Regions from separate parts of the Danio rerio genome. Here region 1 is linked to region 2. Evidence: chromatin contacts called from public Hi-C data. All regions are on one chromosome and are shown on one strand. The core of a region is the stretch at or near the end of the contact, and the rest is flanking DNA. Distances in the headings are between cores, read along the strand shown.

Evidence for each region. Hi-C and Micro-C count contacts between places; a contact is called where the count stands out from the background.
Region 1: a contact with region 2 is called in a Hi-C map of an unstated tissue, with 5 times the contacts expected there. The contact joins the promoter of foxg1a here to the promoter of g2e3 in region 2. A contact is called at or near these places in 1 of 18 Hi-C or Micro-C datasets (an unstated tissue) and 1 of 4 datasets of contacts at active chromatin or transcription factors (embryo).

What each region holds. Positions count from the first base shown.
Region 1 is chr17:30,619,114-30,623,951 of GRCz12tu, reverse strand. foxg1a (forkhead box G1a) reads left to right here and starts at 3,234. Exons shown (of 1, transcript NM_131067.1): 1 at 3,234-4,838. The coding sequence starts at 3,412. The coding sequence ends at 4,674.
Region 2 is chr17:30,309,639-30,314,319 of GRCz12tu, reverse strand. g2e3 (G2/M-phase specific E3 ubiquitin protein ligase) reads left to right here and starts at 1,725. Exons shown (of 14, transcript NM_001003822.1): 1 at 1,725-2,005; 2 at 2,126-2,223; 3 at 3,509-3,610; 4 at 3,694-3,818. The coding sequence starts at 1,951.

The sequences.
Region 1 (4,838 bases), core at 1,985-4,484, 310 kb before region 2:
TATCATGAATTTCATCATAAGTCTTGTTAAATATACCAAATTTTGAACAAATTCAATAATTCTAAATTATATGAAAAGGATATGAAAAGCAGTCTTTCAATCTAAGTTATCTGGCCTGTAAAATGTAGGCATTTATTTAGCCTATTGTTAATTTTATTAAACATTTATTTTGTTATAATTATTTTTTGCATATGTTTTGTCATTTCAACCCTACTTATATCTGAAATACCCCAACTAAAACTAGTGCTGTAATGAAAAAATACATCTGTTGAATGAAGTTGAAGCACAAAAGATTGTTTCGCCACTAGAGGGCAGCCTAATAAAGACACAAACTGCAGTTTAGAAAAGACAGGTCTGACTTTGTCCAGGATCACCTCCCTGTTTATCGCTTCTCTTTTCAACACAGGCCTGTGTTTGTTGAGGTAAGTGACAACTGTGTTTATTTAAGCGACATGTTCATGAACATTTCAGTCATTCCGAAGAAGTGCCTACATTTCTGCTGAAAACAACTTCATCAGACAACTATCCACCAACAACCAATAAGTAATCCTGTTTTTTGTTTTTGTTTTTAAGCGATAGTATAGCTTATAGAAATGTGTTCTTGGATATTATTTACCTATACAAATTTCAATAAACATTTGTATCTGTATATCCAGCTTTGATGTACACCATTAGCATGTATATTACTTTGCTCCATGCACATCGATACGCATTCATTTTGATTTAATGAAAATAAAATACTGAAGCAAATAAATGAATAAATTGATTATAGAAATATACTCTCATTTATTCAGTTTGGTATTCGTTAACACAGGACGTGTACATAGTCCTTATAAGCTATAATGAATGAATTCTATAAATCTACCGATCTCTCTTTTGACAATCAGACTATACATCAAATTTAATAATGTCCCAAGTTTGTTCCGTTAATCAGATGATATTAATCTCAGGCTTGTCTGTACCTGTTGATAACGGCAGTCTTTTGTTTGATATGGGCTATAAAAGATAATTTTTGCAATAGCAAAATATTTTGTGCTGCCAATACGGGTTAAAAGGAAAATGTGTAACCAACTTTAGCCAAATAAGGGACGTTTAAGTATCTGCTTTAAATCATTTTGATCTTGTCGGAATTTTATTTATTTAATTATTATTATTATTATTTTTTTTTTGCGTGAACCTTTTTTTGCACCTTTGCTCCACTTCTGGTCTCAGTCAGACAAGGGCGAGGAGACATTAACATGTTGTTCGCTGGAGGTGGAATATACGAGCACGTGTCATTTATACAAACAACCTATCTATAAAAATCACAATCATACATGCTTAAATTGTTATTTTCCTTCGACTTGGAAGGTGCAATGCCTTTATAAAAAAAACCATTAAAAGCAACATGTGGGCTGTGCGTTAAAGAAAAAAGGTCTTAAATGCAAGTCATAATAACATATAAATGTTTATAGCCGGATTTGCAACCGATGCGATGTTTGTATGTTTTTGTTGTATGTGGTTGGATAGGCTAGGTTGTGCAATGGTGTGTTTAACACAACAGCAATTTATCAACATTTTCCTTAAAATTGTAGGTCGCCAAATAATCAGCAAATATTTTCTCAGCTTTTTATTGTTGTTGTTTTTTATCTTGAGTTAAAATAATGGATGTGGATTCATGCATCTGGTATATTTAAAAAAAATAAATAATAAAATAAAACAAGCACAACATAACAATATTTTTTTTAAACAGTGAGTATCGTTTTATTATGCATACAGTAGTTTAAAAATATAAGCTTAACCTTATATGATAATACATATTTCAATAAAGGCCTGAGTCTTTGCTGGTTTATTCTCTAAATTCCACCTTGTGGGAATCCGTTTGTTTGTTTGTTTGCGTGTTTCTGTGTGTACGACTTGTTTGCACATGTGAATGCGTGTGTGCCGTGCGTGTGTCTGTTGTTCAGTCAACCCCCCTGCAAGGTCCCCAGCACAAATACACACATATCATCCCTTCCATTAGAAAAACTTCAACCCGAAATATACAGCAATTAATTGTTGTCGCTATCCATGAATTTTTGAGTCAGTTTTGATATTATTCTATTTTTAAAATAAAGAAATGACTGTAAGTATATTCTTATATTGCTGGAAATAAAATATTAGGCGTCTTAACTTGTGCTTTACATGTGGTAGGCTATTGTGTATCTATTTTGTTTCAACAAAGGACATTCTCCATCATAAAGGCTACAAATAGCCTATATCATTTCCACTAAGGAGAGAAGTTGCAATTCTGATGAACTGTTATTGGTTATTATCTGTGTGTGAATAAAATATTGTAAAATAGCAACCAATAATCACAACCAGAAATAAATTATTATACTTGCATTACTATTACTATTATAGTAGGCTAGTTATTATTATTATTATTATTATTATCAGCATATTATCATTTATCTTCTTTAATGTTTTCAAGTGACTATATTACTGTTATTCGTAGAAAAAAATATAAATCGAGGTTGAATTTGTTCTTATCTTGCAAAATGTCTTGTAATAGTTGCTGTCGATGGTGGTTCTTGCGTGATTAATAAAATGCGCTACATAGGAATAAAAATGCCTATTATCTGAATATGTGGATAAACATAACATTTATAATCAGAATCGTATATATAAACGTGCGAATGAGCGCTAAGAATATGCACGGACATAACTCCCTGTGTAAAAAAAAATCCTTAAAATGTGATAGATACACGAGATCGAATACATTTATAAACGCGTTTAAATAGCCATCCGCTGTCTGAAAGGATCTACAATTCATGCAAAAGCTACAAATCTTTCCATACCGCCGCTGTTTAGAGGCTATTATTTACTCTGGTTATACGTGTATAGCTCTAGATATATTAAAAGGCATACATTTCCGATACAGGAAGTAGTACCTGTTTTTTGTGGCTACCTTAGAGTCCCTTTTGTTTTTCCCCCTGCGGTATGAAAACAAATTGAGGACGCATGGATATGTTGAAACAGCACTCTACAATTATCAAAAAAAATTGATTGAGGTTATGTGGTCTGTTTTCTTGGTAGGAGTTTGCTGGGGGAAATGAAAGCCATTGTTGACTGGGCATGAGCATTGGTGGATCTTGTGTATCCTTACGCACTGGAACAGGCGCTAAGAACTGCTCAATGATTGGCTGCACGGTTAATACTTATGCTGCTGTGGTTGGCTGCAGTCTCTAAAAAGGTTCAAGCAATTTTTTTACAGCTTAGTGTCTGTGGCTCCGTAATTAATTGTAGCTAGCTGTCTCATATCGACGTGTTTTTAAGGAACATGAAATAGTTGTTGCGTGTGTTTTTTTTTAATTAGAGGAGTTGCCAGAGCAAGAGATTCGAAGTCCAACTGCTGCTGCTGGTGGTTGTTGCTACTCTATCTTACTTGTGATGTTGGATATGGGAGAAAGAAAAGAAGTCAAAATGATTCCTAAATCATCGTTCAGTATAAACAGTCTGGTTCCCGAAGCCGTGCAAAGCGACAACCACCATCACCACCACCACCAGCAACAACAACACCACCACAGAACGGTGCACGAAGAAGAAGAGAAGACTCCTTTACCTGCCCAAGTACAGGAGCAAAAGTCGGAGAACACTTGCGCTAAAAGTGACAATTCATCCCACGACTCCTCGTGCACAGACGAAAAGGAGAAGCAGGAAGAAAAACGGGACGCGAAAGAGGGCGAAGGAGGCAAAGAAGGCGACAAGAAAAACGGCAAGTACGAGAAACCACCTTTTAGCTACAACGCTTTGATTATGATGGCCATTCGGCAGAGTCCGGAGAAGCGATTAACCCTTAACGGCATTTACGAGTTCATTATGAAAAATTTTCCGTATTACCGGGAGAACAAGCAGGGATGGCAGAATTCCATCAGACACAACTTGAGTTTGAACAAATGTTTTGTCAAAGTGCCCCGACATTACGATGACCCCGGGAAGGGGAACTACTGGATGCTTGACCCCTCCAGCGACGACGTGTTCATCGGTGGCACGACGGGCAAACTTCGGCGGAGGTCGACCACTTCTAGGGCAAAGCTGGCGTTTAAAAGAGGCGCGAGGCTTACTTCCACCGGACTGACTTTTATGGATAGAGCTGGCTCTTTATATTGGCCGATGTCGCCGTTCCTCTCGCTTCACCATCCGAGGGCGAGCAGCGCGTTGAGTTACAACGGCGCGTCGTCGGCTTACCCTAGTCACCCAATGTCCTATAGCACAATGTTGACTCAAAACAGTTTGGGGAACAATCACTCTTTCCCGGCCTCAAATGGCTTGAGTGTTGACAGACTCGTAAATGGAGAGATTCCGTACGCCACACACCACCTCACAGCGGCTGCTTTGGCCGCCTCAGTGCCATGTGGGCTCTCCGTACCCTGCTCCGGGACGTACTCTTTGAATCCGTGTTCGGTGAACCTGCTTGCGGGTCAGACCAGTTATTTCTTCCCCCATGTCCCTCACCCATCCATGACCTCCCAGAGCAGCACGTCCATGAGCTCCCGAGCCGCCTCTTCCTCCTCCCCGCAAACGGCCTCTTCTCTCCCGTGTGACTCCTTAAGGCCTTCCCTATCCAGTTTTTCCTCCGGACTTTCCAGTGGACTTTCTGACTACTTCACACATCAGAATCAAGGGTCAACATCAAATCCACTTATACACTAACTAGCATCCACAGGATCAGACTGTAAGTGAACATTTTACACCAATTTACACTGTAATATATATAAATGAAAAAAAAAATTAAGGAGAATGAACGGACAATGCAAGCCGAATTCCAGGTATTTTGTATTATTATTATTAATATTATTATTATTCTGCATTTATTT
Region 2 (4,681 bases), core at 476-2,975:
TATAAATAAATGAAACTTTATTTGGTGAAATTAGGCCAAAAATAAATTATTACAAGATAAAATAAAAAGATATTTTAGAAAATTACAGAATGACAATTATTACAGAATTAATCAAATTATTTATCAGTAACATCATACATTTCACAATTATTTTTTATTAGTTTTGAAAATAAGATATTGAGATTATTAATTAATGATTATATGATTATTAAAGATAATTAATGACTATTTAATAATTAGTATAATAAAAATATGTATACAATAATTATTATAATATAATTATGATAAAAAATATACAAAATAATAACAAGTATTAAATAAATAATAAAAGAAATAGTTTTTCCTAAATATTTTATATATATATATATATATATATATATATATATATATATATATATATATATATATATATATATATATATATATATATATATATATATATATATATATATATATATATATATATATATACACACTACCAGTCAAAAGTTTGGGTTCAGTTTTTTCATGTTTTTTTTTTTAAAGAAAATTATTCTGGTGGCATTTTTTAAATGTAAAAAAAATGTAATTGTCAAATATTTATAACAATTGTATGTAGTTTCAAATTAAATTATTTCTCCAGTTATTGCTTTTATTACTATTACAATAATAAAAATCATATTAATAATAAAAATAAATAATATTAAAGTAATTTCTGAAGGACTATGAGACTGAAGACTTGAGTAATGAAGCTGAAAATTCATTTTTAAAATTGCTGGAATAAATTATAAAATGACAAACTACTGTTGAACAGTTATTTTATAGTAAAATAACATTTCACAATTTTACATTTTGTACTGTATTTTTGATTAAATAAATGTAGCCGTGGTGAGCAGGGGAATATGATTTTAAAACATAAAAAATCCTACTGACCCCAAACTTTTAAATATTAAAAACAAAGGTGCAGACTGTGTGTGAAATAAGCTTTTTTAAAATGTATATTAAATAAATAAAACGTACAAAGCATAACAACAAAACTATCACTTACTATCAATGCAGGGCTGCTTTTGTTAAACAAAGTTATACTAATAAATATATTAGAAATATTATAACAGGGGATACAGTTATAAATAAAATTAAAATGGACCAATGTATTCAAAAATATAAATTGGAAAAAGCTTGGCAATCTTATGAAATATACTGTATAAATAACAAAGTAAAAGAAGTTACAATTAAAATTTTACAAATAACATATCTAGCTAAAAAGGTTTTAGAGAGATTTAATTTGGATGTTTTGTGATTGTATATACACAAGGATTTTCTGGGTGGATGTGGAACATTTTCTAAGAAGGAAAACAAATATTGTCTTCAAGTAAAAAAAAAGATATTTGCATTTATTATGTTAATCCATGTAAAAAAAATACCTTTCTAGTACAACTTTTTATTATTTTGGGAAATTTCATATACATAAAAAAATGGACTGGATCAAACCACACATGATACTGTATAATTAAGTAAAGGACTGCTTTTGTTGGCACGCCCTCTCACCTTTATTTTGTAAAATAAACGGAAGTCACGTAGCGCATGAAATTTGCAACGTTTCCGCAGCTCAAATGTTTTGGCCAGAGCTCCTCCCTCCGGAAAATCTGTGTTTGGGTTTGAATTGAACCAATCAAATGCGCGCGGAGGAGGATTTTCACGAGCAGAGCGAAGTTTGAATTTGTGTATTGCGATTTACACTTTTACGCGCACGAATGTCTCTAAAGTAATATTAAAAACTCGACTTTTCCTGGAGAATATGTATATTTCTATCTGATGGAAGAAGAAGACTGACTTTAAGATAAAGCTCGCGAAAAAGTGAGTCTGAAGCCGTGTAGGTTAACGTTAGCCATGTACTGCTAGCCTTTAACTTGGGGCTCTTTAAATCGCCATTTTAAAATTTAACTTTACATTTGACTTCCCCACCTAAAAATGAAAGCGTTAAATGAAAAGTCCGCTGAAATAAAGCTGCAGGACAGAGATCTCAGTAAGTTTGTTTTTGTGCATTTTTACGTGGCATCAGAATTAATCCTCACGATAACAGAATGTGCTAAGGTATATTCTCGTTGACGTTGACTGATTTTAATATTTTGCGTTTGTTCTGCAGTTTGCTGTCTATGTAAGAGATCTGAGAATAATAAAGAGAAGTATGGAGAGAAGGTTCACCTTGAGCAGCACAACCTGGCTGTCCACTTTTTTTGTCTGGTGAGAAATTAACAACTTTGGTTTAGTCTTGCTTTTTAATGTTTATGTTGAGTGAAGCATTTCCTGTTGTCTTTTATCTGTTACCGATCTGTTACCTTAATGTAACGTTATCCTGAATTATGTGTCCTGAATAAATTGAGTACACAAGACATGGACCATTTATATGTAAATTATATATATATAACAAAACTATGCATTGGTGGTCAAAAGTTTGGAAGAGTCTTTTTTGAGACAAGTCATGTACAATTCAAATGTATAGTAAAATTGTGATATTATGAAATATTACACAATAAAAGATCTATTTTCTCTTTTAAAGGGATGGTTTAGGCAAAGCTGAAAATTCTGTCATCAGTTTTTTCACCCTTGACTTGTTACAAACCTGTTTGATTTTTCCCCCTGTTGAACACAAAGGAATTATTTGGAAAAATGTTGGAAATCTGTATCCATTGACTTCCATAGTGTCTGTAGTGTTTTTGCTACTGTGGAAGCCAATGGTTACAGGTTTCTAACATTCTTTTTAAAATGTATTCTTTTGTGCAACAGAACCAAAGAAAATACTCATAAAGATTTGGAACCACTTGTAAATTGGAGTTTTTGGGTGAACAATGTTAAAATGTAAAATCAAACAAAAAGTGTTCAGGGGTAGCTTAAATAATGTGTCAGTGCTCTTTATGTTAGAGATTCATCAGAATAAACAACAAAAGTAAGTCCAAGGCTCTCAAAAAATGTAAAAAAAAAATAATAAATTAAAAAGCCTTTACTAACATGGCAGTTTTAAGAAATAGTCATGTCAATAAAGACTTCTTAATATTTTTTCCACATTTTTCGAATGCCTTGAGCAGACTTTTGCTATGTTAAAATGTAATTTATACCTGTGAAAGCACGGTTGAATTGGCTTCAGTGTCACCTGATGTTTCAGAAATAATTCCAATATACTAATTTATAAAAAAAATAATAATATTCATAGTTGTAACTGCCAAGTCTTTATTTCTTGTTGTCTTCGAGGAAAAAGAGCGTTTTCCCCTTCATCTACCCCTACACAGATATAGTTGGCTAATACTACATATGGGTCAAAGACATAAAAAAAATGTGTTTAACTGCATTCTGGCTTTAATTTTTATATTAGATTAATGTAATTTTTAACCATATATTAGAATGTGTCTAATGTATTGTTTTCAATCAAGAAATCTTGGACTGTTACGTACATGTTGAAGCCCATCACCAAAACCTATACGCATTCATCCCTAAAGTTTCTAAAGGATAAGTTTTTAATCTAATGTTACAGCTAATGTCTAGTGGAATATGCCAGAGAGGAGAGGAAGATGAAGACGTGTATGGTTTTCTTGTGGGTGACATTAAAAAGGAGATCCGCAGATCATCGAGGCTGGTAAGTAAATATTTTACCCTTGCCATGTTCTGTTTAACACCTCAGAAACATTTTTGAAACTTGTGTCACTTTATTACTTGCAGAGATGCTTTCATTGCAAAAAGGCTGGTGCTTCAGTGGGCTGCTCCATCAAAAGCTGTCGGCAAATGGTCCACATGCCCTGTGGATTAGAGCAGGAGTTTGTTTTCCAGTTCACAGGCTTGTTTCCGTAAGTGCGTTGTTCCTTGTGAATAGCAAGATGATGGTGTAGAAAGTATTGATGTGAAGCCTTTTAAAATATTATTTAAAATGTGTATATTTAAAAGGAAAGTTCAGACTACAAGATGAAAATTCTCCATTGTTGCTTTATATCAGGGGTCAACAAACTTGTTTCTGAAGGTCCTGTGTCCTGCAGATTTTAGCTCCAACCCTAATCAAACACACCTGAACAAGCTAATCAAGGTCTCACTAGGTAAACTTGAAACATTCAGGCAGGTGTGTTGAGGCAAATTGGAGCTAAACCCTGCATGGACACCGGCCCTCCAGGACCGAGATTGGTGACCCCTGCTTTAAATAAGCAGCAAATTTAATTTTGGCTTTCATTTACAGGCTTGAATTAAGCTGCTTCTGGATTTATTTTTACATCTGTTCATGACTGAACAAATGAGGATCCTAACAATAATAACAGAATCTAATGCATTAACCCAGTACATGTTTGTAAGGCCAGTTTACACCACACAGACCGAGGCAAATTACACTTTGTTGGATCAGTCTGTTACCCTTATCAGTGTGTGTGGAGTCACTTGTGTCATATAATGTCTGTGAAGTAGCATGCTATAATCTAATGATTGTATACACTACCTGACAAAAGTCTTGTTGTCGATCCCAGTTGTAAGAGCAACAAACAATAACTTGACTTTTAGTTGATCATTTGTAAATGTGGCAGAAGGTAAATCTGTTGAACTGCATCCTAATCATTACAGATACTGCAGAGTAGATATATTGGAACCCGACATCAGTCAAGTTTAATGAAAAAAAATCATGGTTTGGGTTTACATTCAATATGGGCCATGAGAAAGATCGGTTGAGTGG